2 separate regions of the Sus scrofa genome follow, and region 1 is linked to region 2. Evidence: chromatin contacts called from public Hi-C data. All regions are on one chromosome and are shown on one strand. Each heading gives the region's core, a stretch centred on a gene start, on an enhancer-like site or on the middle of the called end of the contact. The rest is flanking DNA. Distances are from core to core; before and after follow the strand shown.

Region 1 (2,834 bases), core at 135-2,634, 160 kb before region 2:
GACTAGGAACCATGAGGTTTCGGGTTCGATCCCTGGCCTTGCTCAGTGGGTTAAGGATCTGGCATTGCGGTGAGCTGTGGTGTAGATCGCAGACGTGGCTTGGATCTGGCATTGCTGTGGCTGTGGCATAGGCTGGCAGCTACAGCTCCGATTTGACCCCTAGCCTGGGAACCTCCATATGCTGCAGGTGCAGCCCTCAAAAGAAAAAAAAAGGCAAAACAAACAAACCAAAGTTGTTATCAAAAAGATAGAGCAAGAGGGATGGGAGGTGAAACCAAGAAAGCAGGAGATGGAGGGCAATTCAGGCAGCAAGATGAGAAAGAGCCTCAGGGAGTCAAGAAGCGTTTATAGTGTATTCATTATATGGTCTATAGCGTAACCATTGCCAGAGAGAGAAAATAGGAATGAAGGTGGGGTACACCTGGCAATGTTGTTCCCCAAAGCATCTTTTATTTCTGTAGGTTCATCAACTAACTCCTCCTTGACATCTTAGGCAGAGTTAAACGCTCTGCCTCGGGAAGTCACACGGAGGGGCACGGGGTTAAGAATTCATCTGTAACAGCTCCAGTGGCTGCAGAGGTCAGGGCTCCATCCTCTGCTCAGCACAAGTCAGCTATGGCATAGGGCGCAGCAGTAGTTCAGATTCAATTCCTGGCCCTGGAACTTCCATATGACGTGGGTATGGCCATAAAATTAAAAAACAAACAAACAAACAGATAACAGGAGGTCCCATAGTGGCTCAGTGGGTAACACATCTGACTAGCATCCATGAGGACTCAGATTCCACCCCTGGCCTCCCTCAGGGTTAAGGATCCGGAGTTGCCGGATCCCGCGCTGCTGTGGCATAGGCCCAGCAGCTACAGCTGCCATTCGACCTCCAGCCGGTGAACCTCCATATATCATACCGTGGGCGTGGCCCTAAAAAGACAAAAAAAAAGAAAAAAAAGAAGAAAAAGCCCTGCCCCCGAATTCCCATCACATCTGATTGTGAGAGCCTGGGTTCTAATTCTACCTCCCAGCTACCTTGTGAGCTTGGCTTCCCCATCCCTTATTCTTAATTCCTAACACAACAGTGGGCACTCAATAAATGATGGTTGAATGAACGAATGCATAAACAAAAGACTGCCTGACTCAGAGCTAGTGCTGAACCTCAAGTCTACATACATGAGACTAGACACAGAATAATGTACAAAATTCGACAAATTTATTCGATCTTCCGAAGCTTTCGTTTCCTGCGGCCCTACAGCAGAAGGCACAGAAACAGCTTCAGAAACGCAGGAGGCGGGGCTTGCGCCTATATGGCGCACACCCCCTCGCGTTCAAATACTTCCGTCCGTGGACCCGCCCCTCTGGCCCGACTTGCATCTCTAATTGGTGAGCTCGGTAATCCTTCTGATCACACCGGTGCCTATTGGATCAACTGCTGAACTTGGGTTGCGCACTTCCTGGCTGTGGGAACGCGGAGCGGACGTAGGCTTGCCGCCATTGCCCTGAGCGGAAAGCGGCTGTCTGTGTGAGGGGCTGTGGGGGTGCGTGGCGGGCTTTAAAGGCCGGGCCGTGGGAGGTGCGGTGGGGGTCCGGCTGAGCGGCCGGAAGGATCCAGCCCGGCTGGGCGCACATTGAGCGAGGCGGGACTGCAGGCCGAGGGTCTTGACGTGTTCCTGCTGCGCCTTCTGTGGGCCTGGGCCCTCTTCCTCGTTAATTTTTTTCTTCTGCCGTTTCCCCAGATTCTCCGGGAATGGCCGGAGTGTTTCCTTACCGAGGGCCGGGCAACCCGGTTCCCGGCCCTCTAGCTCCGCTGCCAGACTACATGTCGGAGGAGAAGCTGCAGGAGAAAGGTGAAGAAAGTGTGCGGGAGCGGCGCCTGGGGGCGGGTGTGCGCGTGCGCGCGTGGTGGTTTGACCCCTTCCAGGTTTTGGCAAGTGTGTCAAAACATTAGGTCTTAGTGCACTTATTAGCCCTTATTTTTTTTTTTCATCTATTCAAGTCTTTAAAACTATCGGTTAAAAAAAAAAGTGTCTACTGTTTGCAGGCACTGATCCAAACAAGGGGGATACAATAGCTTTTCAGGCAAAACCCCTGCCGTTAAAGGGTTTAAGCAGAGCGAGTTGTCAAGAGAGCTGGCAGGGAGTGCTCCTGCTAGGTGCCCACCCTTTTGTCATGCATCCTGGTGGGCGCTTAGCCTAGGGCAAGAAGTAGGGGGTGATTAGGCTAAGGGTGTGCAGTCCTTAAAACTGAGGTGTTTTTGTAGCTCGAAAATGGCAGCAGTTGCAGGCCAAGCGCTATGCCGAAAAGCGGAAGTTTGGATTTGTGGATGCTCAGAAGGAAGACATGCCTCCAGAACATGTTAGGAAGATCATTCGAGACCATGGGGACATGACCAACAGGAAGTTTCGCCATGACAAAAGGGTCTACCTGGGGTAAGGAACATCCTGAAGTTATTTCATTTGGACTCTGCCCTGTCCCGTAAATCGCAGTCCTGGATAGCTGCTCTATCGTTTTGGGTCCTTAATCTTCAGCGACAGCCCATCTTGATCAAAGAAGGGAGAAAACCACTAGGATTCTGTTAGAATTACGAGATCTTCTAGTGATGCTCCTTTTTTGTTTTTTTTCTTTTCTTTTTTTTTTGGTCTTTTTGCCATTTCTTGGGCCGCTTTTGCGGCATATGGAAGTTCCCAGGCTAGGGGTCTAATCGGAGCTGTAGCTGCTGGCCTACGCCACAGCCACAGCAGCTCGGGATCCGAGCCGCGTCTGCAACCTACACCACAGCTCACGGCAATGCCGGATCCTTAACCCACTGAGCAAGGCCAGGGATCGAACCCGCAACCTCCTGG
Region 2 (3,089 bases), core at 556-3,055:
GATGTCCCTGGTTTGTTCCATCCCTACGGACAGTGTTGCTGCTGGGCAATGGTGTTGGCTTCTTTTAAGTACCTTCCTTCCCTCCTTTCCACCCCTCAAACTGACTAGCACTCCGAGAGGCACATGACACAAGGCTCAGCTCCACTGGTGGCAACTGAGGATGTGCCATGCCCCTTCAGACCAGCAGCTTCCATTAGAGTTCCAGGGCCAGTAGTCCCAGTTGGAGGCAGCAGTGCCTCTGTAGGAGGGGTGCTGGACTCTGGCCTTCTCATGGAGAGCGGTTGGAGACAGGGTCAGTATTGTGGGCACATGTATACCTTCCCAAATTCTCTTAAAGTCCCTGCTGGGACTCCCTGACTTATTTTAGTTGGTTCCTAGTGCTACTTCTTTTACAAAATACACTTTGTAGAACTGATTAGATTACCTTGTTTATTTCATGTGAGTTTGTGCCTTTTTGTCTCAATCTTCCAATACAGATATATTGGGGGAAAAAAGCAGTCTAATAAAATCCTAGACAGAGCTTTCTGGAGTCCAGCTTATTGGTGATGTCCTTCTGTCCATTTTACAATTTAGATATTCTCCAACTCTGGCTGACATCCCCCATTTTACCAAGGAAGGACTAGAAAAGGTACAGGATATCTCCGAAAAGTTGTGCAGGTCTATTTCCGTAAATTAAAACATCCCCTTATTTTATTTATGCAGATATCCCATATCTGAATGTAACTTGACCATTTTCTGCTGGCAATATTTCCTTTTCGCTTTTGTCTTCCCTCTTCACATTCCGCCCCTTTCCCATCCTACCAAGCAAAACATTTATTTAAGAGAGCCCTTACCCTGGCTTTTGGGCCTGGGAATCTCATGAAGCTTGTCTGTAAAAGTGTGCATGTTTCTGGGGAAAGTCACACCAGGTCACACCAGTCACACCAGGCTCTCACCAGGTCTTCAAAGGAATCCCATGCACTGTCCCACCCCTCCGTCTCCCAAATGTTAAGAACCAGTGATTTGAAGGAAATCATAGTTAATCTTTGGCACAGTAAATATTCACGTTTGGTCGTAAAACAGAGGCAGCGACTTAGTTTTCATTCAGTGATGGGTAACTTTCGGAGTTCAGGAGCCCCTAAACGTCCAATGTGTAATAGTTTGCATGAGTCTGAAAAGCTGGAAACACTTGAACATGGGAGTGGAGAATGGAGGCGCTCAGTGATCAAGAGGAGAGATGACCTGTAACGGGGGCGGGGGGGTGGGGGACTGGATTATATAGGCCGACAACGGCTGGGTTGCGCCCCTTCGCCCCTCTGGGCATTGAGAACCTGGACGGAGCGATGAGGACCGAGGCCCCAGACCACGTTCAGTAACAGTGAGCCTGGGCACGCAGGAGAGCTTCGCTTGGGCGTGGCAGCGACTTCCGCCGGAAGACGACTCCTCCCGGCCGGCCTTACGCGAGGCACCCTGGGAGCCGCGGGGGCGGTGTCTGGATCGCCGCCCCGCCCCCGCCGGGCGGGGCAGTGTTGCGTCGGGTTCTGATGACAGGAGGACACGCCCCTTGCGTTCCCGCGTCCCCTTGGCCCCTTTCCCCTCCGCCTTTCACCGTTTCGCGCTCGTTGGAGAGTCCCGCCTCTTCCCCCGGGCCGCGCCACCCAGAGCCTTCCGTGCGCCTAGGCCCCGCCTCTTACGGAAGCCGAGGCGGAGGGTCGGAATCCGGAAGAAAAACAATCGAGCGAGTGAGCTGACCGGCACCTGCTACCCGATCGGGACAGATCAAGCCAGGATCCGCTGAGGCTGGGAGACGCGAACCAGCCGGGGCACCGCGTGGGAACGATGGCTGCCACGAACCCCCAGACCGAACCGAGAAGCAGGACGCTCAGGTGAGGAAGGCGGCTACAGGCAGGCCCGCCTGCTCCGGGCGGAATCACTGCCTCCGACTCAGTTGGGGCTGCGGATCTGGGGCAGAACCAGACTGGGAGAGAAGGGGCCAGACCTACAGGGCTGCTTCTAATTCAGAGGCCTCCCACATTCTCCCAGGTCGGTACGAGAGGGCTATGTTGGGCTTGAACCTCGCGCCCCCTCCAAACTTAGGCTGCTAAGCTCGTTCCCTCTTGGGGGCTCCAAGTAGGTGTTCCAGTTGGCTTCTTGAGGAGGCAGCAGTGTTGAGCTGTTTGAAGTTAAAAACATAACAAAGCATTCACTCCTTAGCTTTGGAGTAGAAATCTTATTCTTTGGATCAGCACATACATCATGGGGTCTGCCTGATCCCGTTGTGACCTCCTGAAATCCGAAATCAGATTTGGATAACATCCTTTAGTGAAGTGATAATAGCCTGGTCCCATGCTTGCTCTTTAACGAGGAACAACGCTAATCACCAGCTCAGAGCCGGTCACGATGCAAGGATTTGCTGCTAATCGTCCTTCGTAAAAGTGGGAACCAAAAATCCCGGCTTTGGCTCTCCATGCACTTAGAGCAGGCCCCTGGAAGAACAAGGAGCCTTGCAGTGAAAGGGCTGCCTTCCTTCCTCCTCCGTTGGACAGCAGGGGGAGATCGTAAACAATCGAAGCACAGAATCTCTGGCCGAGGGCCTGGGAAGGTGGTTTTTGTATTGTTTTGTTGATGTTCGTAGGGAGGGGCAGGAAGTTGCTGTACGCTGGCCAAGAATTTCTTGCAGTTGTGCTTTTTAGAACATGGACCTCGAAGAACAGCGTCTGGTGGGGAAGAGATGTTAGGGACATTCTGTCCTTCTCTCCCACCCCCCACGATGGGTCGACTGCTGTTAGAGATTCGCCTCCTTGTGATGTGCCTAGGAGTCACCTGAGGCTTGGTGGCTCTAATTGGTCTCTGCAGGGTTCGTAGCCCCTGCCTGCCCTGTACTCCACACAGTCTGGAGGCTTCCTGGGAGCGCTGCTTTAACTCTTCAAATGAAGAGATTTGCGAGTCTGTCCTTCCCCGGAGCCTCAGATGGGATCCAGTGTTATTGAGAGCTTCTGATTCGATGTGTTGCTTCCCAAGTGTTTGTATGAACATGGAAAATGTTATCCAGCTGATGACGTTTCCCAAAAGAGGCTAGACTCTTGAGATGTTGAGAAACTTGTTATTTG

The links. A called contact is a pair of places that touch in the nucleus more often than the background predicts.
Region 1: a Hi-C map of liver shows a contact between it and region 2, with 3 times the contacts expected there. The contact joins the promoter of PRPF8 here to the promoter of INPP5K in region 2. A contact is called at or near these places in 2 of 47 Hi-C or Micro-C datasets (heart right ventricle and liver).

What each region holds. Positions count from the first base shown.
Region 1 is chr12:47,893,836-47,896,669 of Sscrofa11.1, reverse strand. PRPF8 (pre-mRNA-processing-splicing factor 8) reads left to right here and starts at 1,384. Exons shown (of 43, transcript XM_021067568.1): 1 at 1,384-1,529; 2 at 1,728-1,838; 3 at 2,252-2,420. The coding sequence starts at 1,739.
Region 2 is chr12:47,737,062-47,740,150 of Sscrofa11.1, reverse strand. It overlaps INPP5K (inositol polyphosphate-5-phosphatase K), which reads left to right and starts at 1,805. Exons shown (of 12, transcript NM_001190292.1): 1 at 1,805-1,865. The coding sequence starts at 1,819. PITPNA (phosphatidylinositol transfer protein alpha isoform) reads left to right here. Exons shown (of 13, transcript XR_001304419.2): 13 at 1-520.